2 separate regions of the Solanum lycopersicum genome follow, and region 1 is linked to region 2. The links are chromatin contacts, called in public HiChIP or PLAC-seq maps. All regions are on one chromosome and are shown on one strand. The core of a region is the stretch at or near the end of the contact, and the rest is flanking DNA. Distances in the headings are between cores, read along the strand shown. Region 1 holds the start of LOC101263025 (GCN5-related N-acetyltransferase 6, chloroplastic-like). Region 2 holds the start of LOC138348810.

Evidence for each region. HiChIP or PLAC-seq counts read pairs in DNA pulled down with a chosen protein or histone mark.
Region 1: an RNA polymerase II HiChIP or PLAC-seq map of leaf shows a contact between it and region 2, with 6 times the contacts expected there. The contact joins the promoter of LOC101263025 here to the promoter of LOC138348810 in region 2. A contact is called at or near these places in 1 of 1 promoter capture datasets (leaf), 4 of 8 Hi-C or Micro-C datasets (leaf and leaf mesophyll) and 1 of 1 datasets of contacts at active chromatin or transcription factors (leaf).

Annotation. Positions count from the first base shown.
Region 1 is chr5:40,762,904-40,767,644 of SLM_r2.1, reverse strand. LOC101263025 (GCN5-related N-acetyltransferase 6, chloroplastic-like) reads left to right here and starts at 2,526. Exons shown (of 8, transcript XM_004239270.5): 1 at 2,526-3,038; 2 at 3,112-3,164; 3 at 3,530-3,566; 4 at 3,634-3,699; 5 at 3,832-3,936; 6 at 4,003-4,156; 7 at 4,231-4,307; 8 at 4,380-4,690. The coding sequence starts at 2,745. The coding sequence ends at 4,445.
Region 2 is chr5:40,588,361-40,593,312 of SLM_r2.1, reverse strand. It overlaps LOC138348810, which reads left to right and starts at 2,293. Exons shown (of 3, transcript XM_069298391.1): 1 at 2,293-2,461; 2 at 2,604-2,780; 3 at 2,888-2,979. The coding sequence starts at 2,293. The coding sequence ends at 2,979. It overlaps LOC138348809, which reads left to right and starts at 3,292. Exons shown (of 2, transcript XM_069298390.1): 1 at 3,292-3,486; 2 at 3,574-3,900. The coding sequence starts at 3,292. The coding sequence ends at 3,900.

The sequences.
Region 1 (4,741 bases), core at 1,277-3,776, 170 kb before region 2:
GTCTAGTGGCACCTGAGTCGAGAAATCACTCCTTGGGATTTCCAACTAAGTTACACTCCGATATCATTGCACACAATTCATCTACATCTTCCATCTTTTCCACGATGTTTGCTTGACTTTTGTCTTGGGCTTTGTTTTTGTCCTTTCTTGGAGCATGACAATCAGAAGAGCTATGACCAGTCTTGCCATAATTGTAACAGTTGCCTTTGAATTTCTTCTTGGCATATTCTGACTTCTGGCCGTTGGACTTCTTTCTCTTTTTGTTTTTGGTAGGATCTTCTTCAACAATATTAACTCCAATAATTGTTGAACTCTTACACAACTTCTTTTCGACGTTTTTGTTATCTTCCTCAATCTTGAGCCGTATCACAAGATCTTCAAGCTTCATTTCTTTACGCTTGTGCTTTAGATAATTCTTGAAATCGTTCTACGAAGGAGGTAACTTCTCATTCATTGCAGACACTTGAAAAGCTTCATTTACTACCATATCTTCAGCAATCAAATCATGGAGAACAAGTTGAAGTTCCTGCACTTGTGATCCAACAGTTTTATTATCTACTATTTTATAGTCTAAAAACTTTGCAACCACAAACTTTTTCAAGCATACATCTTCTGTCTTATATTTCTTCTCAAGTGCATCGCACAACTCGTTTGAAGTTGTTATTGCACTATAGACATTATATAAGTCATCCTCTAAAACACTCAAAATGTAACCTTTACATAGGAAGTCTGACTGTTTCCATGCTTCAATAATCATGAATTTTTCCCTGTCTGGCATATCATCAGCAGGAACTGGAGTATCTTCACTTGTAAATTTCTACAGACGAAGAGTGGTAATCCATAAAAATACTCGTTGCTGCCATCCTTTGAAATTCACACCTGTGAATTTACCCGGTTTCTCTGCTTGTGGTACAAGAATTCAGGTTGGTGCAGCAACAGCCACTGTAACACCAGTGTTTGCCATTTCTGTTAAAGGAGTATAAAATCACGAAGATTTTTGTCTCCACCAGAAACATTGATTTCAAAAAATTAATTTCCTTAAGATTGTCAACCAACCTGTGTTATCAAAACTAGAAAATTACTGATTTTAATAAATTGTTTAGAAACACAAAGTAACTGAAATTTATAGAACCAGTAAGCAAGATGAACAGAAAAATTTATTTCTCAACAATACTTAAATCTGCAAAAACTTACCAGAATCTGAAATAAACTTTTAGTTTGGAAGAAAATCAAGTCCACTGAATTCAGAATGCCCCTTTGAGAAAATTATTCCCCTGTAGTATCCGAGGTTTGATTTGGAATATAACACGAAGAAATATGTGTTTAGAAGAAGAAGGAAGACCAGAAAATTCGTTAGAAAATATTCTGAAGACTCAGTGGACACGATCATTAATGAAAGTTTGCAACCTTTCAAATGGTATTGACAGTTCCTGAAAGTTGCAACCTTTCAGAATAGTCATGACGGGAATTTTAAATTAAACCGGAAGCCGAAGCGACAACGGCACGAGGGGGGTCCCTCTTTCCAACCCTTTTAACAATTAATAAGAGTGTTTATGTATTTAAACTCTCCTATTTTCCTTTCCATTACCGATGAGGGACAATTGCCTTTTTTATTAAAGCATAAGACGACTTTTCAAGTTTCCAGCTTTTCAAGTTCCTCTCCTTCCCTCTATTTCTCATCAATTCTTGCTACATACCCAAAAATATATGTCAATAAATAGACAACTTAACAAGTCAATTGTTTTAAAAAAAGACAAAGGTAGCCTAAAATCTGTGATCCCAATTTGGTATTAAGATATTCAAATGTAACGCGAGGAGGACAAGGAAGCAATTGGGCGGCTGCTATAGATCCACATATGGATGACAATGATATACATACCTTTACCTAATAATTGTATCCACTAACGGTTTCCTTTCCAAACCCATGTGCTCCACAACTCAAATTTGCGTAAGGAGGTTGCAGTGAAGTGATAATTTTATTTATTTATTTATGAGGTTTTGAATTTGAGTGCTTTTAGATATGAAAGTGTTATTGTTAAGAAATATTTTTCCTTTTAAATGGAATTTTTTGATATTTAAATTTATATTTAGTTCAATTTTAATATGAATATTTAACACTAGGTGAAAAATAATTTTATTTTTTTCGCATAAGGACAACCGAAAGAAACCAAAAAAAAATTGGACAAGGACAACCAAAATTTACCAGCACATTGACAAAAACTCTAGGCATTAGGAATGTTTGGTAGAGTATATTAAAAAAAAATATTATATTTATTAATTGTATTTATATTCTTTCTATCATATTTATGGAGAATACTTTTATAAATAAAAATTATTTTAGAAATTGTGGAATTTATGATATTGTTAATATACCAAAGTAAGCAAAGGAAAAGAAATAATGTCAGTGGTTTAATAAAGTAAAATGAACAATAAGTTTCAACACAAAACATGTATGTATTGATTTAATATAAACACGCGATTCAGATAAGTTTTACCTTAATATGAGAAGTAAGAAAGTAAAAATCAATCAGTGTGCTATCTCCTCTTTTTTCCACACTTGTGATTAGTATCTCCTCCTTTATCCACAGTCGTGATTAAATATAGTTTTGTGCAACTCTAATATGAGAAGTTAAAGGTAGAAAGTGAGACAAAAAGAGGAAAATAAAATTACTTTTATTGAGTTCGTGCTCTCTGTTTGGTGCTCAAGAATCAAGAAAGATCCTAATTATTAATTTTAGAAGAGAATGTCAACAATGGCTACTTCTAGTGGTTACCTCACAAATTCTTTTTGTAAAAGGGCAATACATGAGAGTATTTCAGCATTCTTGATAATGTCAGCAAGATCATCGAATCTCAATTCCTCAAGCAAGGGGAAGAAACAAGTATTTAGAGAATTGCGATATGCCATTCCACAATCTGAGACTGAATCAACATGCAAATCGAATCTCCATTGTGATCGATTGGATGAACAAGTGTTGGATCAGGAAAATCGACATCAGTTCATGGCACATGAAGCAGTGCTTGATGAAGAATATTGGGTTAGTATCCTTCTTCATAATTTAAGATCCAATAGCTCGTGTTTTCACTATGTTTAGCTTTAATAATTGACAGAGAGCAGCATGGCTGCGAGCTGAATCTCACTGGGAAAATCGCCAACATGATCGGTATGCACCCTACCCTGTTATGCACTTAAAAAGTATGCATATAAATGAATCATTAATCAACTAGTCGGAATTGGCTATATGAATTCTTTATATCGTACTTTAATTAATATAAATGATCCATCATATTATGACAATTTTTATGCAATAATGGTATTATTATTATACCATCAACCAACACACCCTACCTTTGGTAGGATCGGATAAAATATCCAATCCAACCATACTTATCATAGATTAAAAAATAAATCAATGGGTTAGTAAAAACCTATGGCTTCACGAATAATCAGGGAAGTCAAAAGCTAATGGGTCGGATTGGATAGTTAACTACAAGAAATCTTTAATCATTTTCGTCTTTGATAATGCAGATTCGTCAATAACTATAAAAGGAAATATGCAGAGCAGGTAATTTACAAGTGTTACATGAAAAACGTATGCGCAGTGCATAATATCTCATAGTTCCACTATGCAGGAGTTTAATGCCTTGAAAAGAAGATGCAAATCACAAATTGGGCAAAGATGCACCTGCATTGTTGCGGTATAAATAAATCTGTAAACAGAAATTTACCTTCACATAATATTATTTTTCTTCAACTCTTGTCTTGCAAGAAAATTAGCTTCAAACTTGTTTTAGTTCATCATATCTGATATGTACTGTTGACATCAACAGGTACGGGCAGAAGATAAAATTATCAGACATACAGTACTTAACAGTGTCGTTGGGACACTAGATTTAATCATCGGGCACTTGTCAAGTGGAGAGTCTTTTCCCGGGGTAATTAATCTGAATAAATAAGTAACAATTTTCCCGTCAAGATTTGAAATGTCTTCAATTCAACAGGGAAGGGTGAATGCCCCTGATTTGAGCAACATTGAGAGATCATCCATTAATAGATATGGTTATATTGCAAATTTATGTGTTCTGAAATCTTCTCGAAGGAAAGGTGTTGCAAGAAACATGTTGAATTTTGCTATTAGATTGGCTAAAGAATATGGTAAGCAATATAATTTGGATGCAACAGTTGTAGAATCAATCACGAAAAGACTAAATCTGTTGTTTGTGTAATAGGTGCAGAAAAGGTGTTTGTGCATGTACATACAAACAATGGACCTGCACAAAAGCTTTATCAAAATGTTGGCTTTCAGGTAAAAAATAAATTTCTTTTGTAACTTAAGTTAATCTATTTTTGTGTTAATAAAAATTCCGTGTTTTACCAGGTTGTGGAAGTGAAAAATCATAAACTCGCTGAAGAACAACCTCACTTGCTTTTCCTCAGAGCATGAAACACATTGAATGCAAGTCAAATTTTTTTCTATTTTTTGGCTGATATATTTGGAGCAAACCCCTTCACATTCCATTTTTTCCACGCGTATATATATATATATATATATATATATATATATATATATATATATATATATATATATGCAGTAATGAAAACTTCAACTATGATTAAACAAATATCTGATGTATTCCTTTATTCTTATGAGAGACAGAAAATAAGAGAGGAAAAATTCATTAACAAGTTTCCGTATGTTTGATGAACAAGGTGAGATATTGACCTCTTTATAAATGAGAA
Region 2 (4,952 bases), core at 1,044-3,543:
ACCCAATAGTTCAAAATTTTTACAAAGGCCCAAGTTAATGATTTAGGTATATAGCATTTTATGTAGTCATATTCTCAAGTTATGACATAAGAGTTTGATTTTCATTGTATAACATTTAATATATCAAGTTATAGTATTTTTTAAAAAGAAAAATAATGTTAATTTTAAATTTTTAAAATTAGATAGCAAAAAAAAAAAACGGATAAGTTAATATTAGATAATGTGCGTGAAATAAGTTATTATTAATTTCCTGATAACTAATGTTCACATCTTAAGGGATTTGATTTTTTTTCATTATAGATAGACACCAAAAATGTCTCAATTTGTTTTAAATGCTAATAAGTTATGATTTTAATCCTTAAAAAATTTTAATATGTTATTTTCTTTCCTTAAACGTGCATTGCTTGATTTTTTTTCAGAAAGTGAGGATTATTATGATATTTGAATATTGATATATTTTTTTCGTTTTTTTAAAAAATTCTTAAAATTTGACGTTGAAAACGATTAGATTTAATTTGATGGAGAACATTGTGTCAATATTAATTAAACATGGTGGCAAGTGGAATTCATCAGGTTAGTTTTTATTTATGATTTGTTATGTTTTAAGTATAAATTATTGGTTGTTATTATATATATTTTTTTGTTGTCATGTATGGAATATGTCGTTTTTTTATATTTCTGTTATATTACAGATGCTGATATGATATATTTTTTTGTGATACAATTACGATATTTTTCTGATACTATGAAAATTATTAAGTAAAATAATAATTTTCTTCTTATGTGTAATTTAAATGAAGATTGGTGTGATAATTGATTACTGAAGAAAATACAAAAATTTACAGATTTTGAATCATTGTGCAGTTTTATTTTGAAAAAAATATGAACAAAGTCTGACAATTTGTATTAATATTTTTTTAACATTATATGAAATGTGAATTTTTGGTAAAAGTCACTTCATATTATACTTAAACTGTCAGGTGATAAAATTTTGTATATTGATGAAATATGAAAACTATATTATTTATGTATGTAATGTATCAATACATTGTATGAAATATGTATGAAAGCCCATTTTTTTATTGTATATATCAGTGATTGATTTATTTTATATATATATATATATATATATATATATATATATATATATATATATATATATATATATATATATATATATATTAATTTTGTATAAAGGTTGAATTAATTGTGTATTAAATTTTTAATAAACTGTATAAATTGTGTATGAAAGTGAATTTTAGATTGTATGTATCAGTTAATTATATAGTATTTGTGTATGAGTTGATTTTTTATAATTGATATAATACATATATATGAATTGTGTATAGACATTGGATTAATTGTGTATGAAATTGAATTTTTTTTATGTATATATCAGTGAATTATATATAAATTGTGTATGAGTAATTTTATAATTTTATTATGTGGTGCACTAAATGTAATGTTAATGTTGTGAAACAGGAAAATACGTCGACTTTGAGATGGAGGGCATCCTATATGATACTTCTACTCTTTATATTGGTTTAGTTAATGCTATAGTAACTCAAATTAATATAGAAGAAAATATAAATTCTATTGAGATAAAATATATTGTTAGCAAAATGTGTCCACGTATTAAAATTCATAATGATGTTGGGGTAATGGTTTTTCTAGATCAGATGATGGTGAATTTGGATTTCTTTACAAAATATCCATTATGCATCACTTTGAAAGATCGTGAGCAGTACGAAGGTCATGGAGTTATAATTACTGATAGAATAAACTCTGATGTTAGATTATCACAGACTAACATTGATTTGTACTCCAACAATTCTATCAGTTTGGTCGGAATGAATTTAGACGGGGTTGTCAATGATAATAGTGAAATGGATAATGATATAATATGTGACCATTCCAACCTTTTTGTAGCTGATAATTAGATTTATAATATTAAAGAAACCCTTAAGGAGGTTATGAGGCATGTTGGACTTGTTGAAAAATTCAGTTTTCGTATTGGGCGTTCTAATGGATCTAAGTAAGTGAGCAAAAAAAATTTAATTTTTTATTTTTTTATTTAACTGTATATAATTATAATGTATATTTTCTTAATTTTGAAAAAGTTATCACCTGGATTTTATTTCTAAAACTTGTTCTTGGATGATGAGGGCTTATAGTTGGAATAAATCAAATGTATTCAAAGTTAGGAAGTATATCGCTCAACACACTTGTTCTGTTGGAGAAAGAGTTTATGCCAGACATTAGGGGATAACTGACGTTGTAGTTGTCTTGATAATGGAGAAGTATATTGATCCATCTAAGGTATATACTCCAAAAGATATAGCTGATGATATGTTGAAATTGCATGGCGTTTCGTTGACGTACATACATGCATGTAGAGCTAAAGAAAAAGTAGTAAAGTTGGTGCGCGGAGATCCAGCAGAGTCCTATGCAAAATTACCTAGTAATTTTGAAATAAGAATAAATTTAAAGATTACTCATTGTATTAGACTGTTATGTTTTTGTGTATTCTTTATGTATAAAATGTATATATTTTTTGTATGAATTGGACTGTTAATTTTATATTTTGGAGCAAACATATGCAGGATCTGTTTTAAAAATTAAAAGGAAAGAAGGTGATACATGTTTATACGCATTTGTTGCGTTAGAAGCTTGTATTAGAGGTTGGAAATATTGTAGGCCAATTGTAGTTGTTGATGGTGCGAGATTAAAATGTTCATATGGTGGTACAATGTTAACTGTCAGCACAATGGATACGGGAGGTAAATTTTTATCCTATTTAATTTTCTGATTATATAATATAATGAAAAAATGTATAAATTATATTTCTGATTTGTGTGATTTTTTTTTTTGAAAAAATAATGAGCAGGTCATAGACCTCCGTTGGCGTATGCGATAGTAGATTCTAAAAACGATGTTTCATGGACTTGGTTCTCTGAGCAGTTTAAAGAAGCTTATTGAGTTAGACAAAATATGTATTTTATGTCGGACCGAAATGAAAGCATATGGAAAGGGACTGCTAAGGTATATCCTGAATCAAAACATTATGCATGCATATGACATCTGTCAGTCAATGTGTTGAAGAATTTCAATAGAAATAATGAAGATTTGAAGATTTTGTTCTTTTCATTGGCAAAAACTTGTACAAAACAAAAGTTTGAGACAATTATGGGAAGAATAGATCAGATAGATACGCGCATATAACCATACTTGTTTGATATTGGTTATATCAAATGGTCAAGAGCTTACTCGAATTGTAAGCGCACATGGACCATGACTTCAAACATCGCAGAGTCATTGAATAATGTTAACAGGTTAGCAAGGTGGTTACCAGTGATTTCACTTCTCGAGTTTATGAGGGTAACAATTCAGAGTTGGATTCACAAGCATAATGAGGAGGCTGATAAGACAACATCTGATCTGACAAAAAATATGATATTTATCTACAGAAAAGTATTGCGTTGTCGTGTAATATGAGGGTATCTGTTTCACTGTATTGTATTTTTACTTCTAAATATTTAGTGGCATGTATAATTTTTTTTCTCTTTTACATAGGTGATACCTTCAACTGTTGATCTGCATGCTGTAGCTGAAGGAGCAAAGAAATACATATTAAATTTGAACACAAGGATGTGTAGTTGCGGAGGATTTCAACATTATGATATACCGTGTGGTCATGCAATTGCAGTTCTCTGGTACAGGAAGTTACATGAAGCAGATTTCTATTCTGCTTTTTATAGCCTCAAGAATTTCAAAGATGCTTATGCCATTCCTGTCGAGCCTATCCCATGTAAGAGTGCATGGGATATACCAAGTTATATTTCTGAGCCTAAAATGATTCCACCCTGTCCAAAAAAGATCAGCAGGAAGACCCAAATTTGAACGCTAGAAGGGATTCGCTGATGTGAAATTCAAGAGGACAAAAAGCACATGCAGTAGATGCCATCAAGTAGGACACAGTAGGAAGACATGTTCAAATTATCCTGTACAAAAATAATTATTTCCTACTATTACATCCATGTTTTTGGGTATTTAAATTGTTATACACATGTTTTTTTTATTGAATCATATTACTTTTCATACAAAGGTCGTGCATTCTATATACAACTGTTCATATATTAACATTCCTTACCATTAATAAGTCATATAATATTCATATAGTATGCATACAGTTATTGCATATTGAATGAGGAATATATACAAAATTTATACAAGCAATATTTGCATAAAAAACAATGTATGTTTATGTTTTACATATCAAATTATAATATGATATAATTCAAACATTTTTCATACGATATTCATACCAGTAATATAAGTAACATTTGTTTCTATTTTGAATTTGAAAGTATACAATATTCATACAAAAATTTTTTATGCAAAAGTCATACACATTTATTAAGGTATAATTATATATTTATTCATATTGTCATATTGAATCATATGTCAGTACTATTTCATATAATTTTCATACATTATGCATATAAGAATTTAACATTACATATTAAAAAGTGCAATTTATACAAATATCATACACATTTAAAATTTATAAATACATAGTGAAGCAGACTACCATTTGTATAAAAATTTAAAAAAATAGTTATATAACATTTGTCTATGTTCTATATATCAAACTATAATATGACATTCATAATTCATATAATGTTCACACATGATTCATACAATTTTTTATATTTTCTTGTTGCGTTCAAAATTTATACAAAGTGAGACACCTTTTTTTAATTAGTAATAATCAGTAATAATTTATATAAACTATCAGTAATCATAATAAAAAACTGGGAAATCACATAAATTGTTCATAAGTTAAAAAAACATATCATTAAAAAAAATGTGCATTGTGCCATGAAGATTTCTACTTCCTGTTACAGAATTTTGGAGTAGGATAATTGGTGGTGTCCATAACTTGTTTTTTA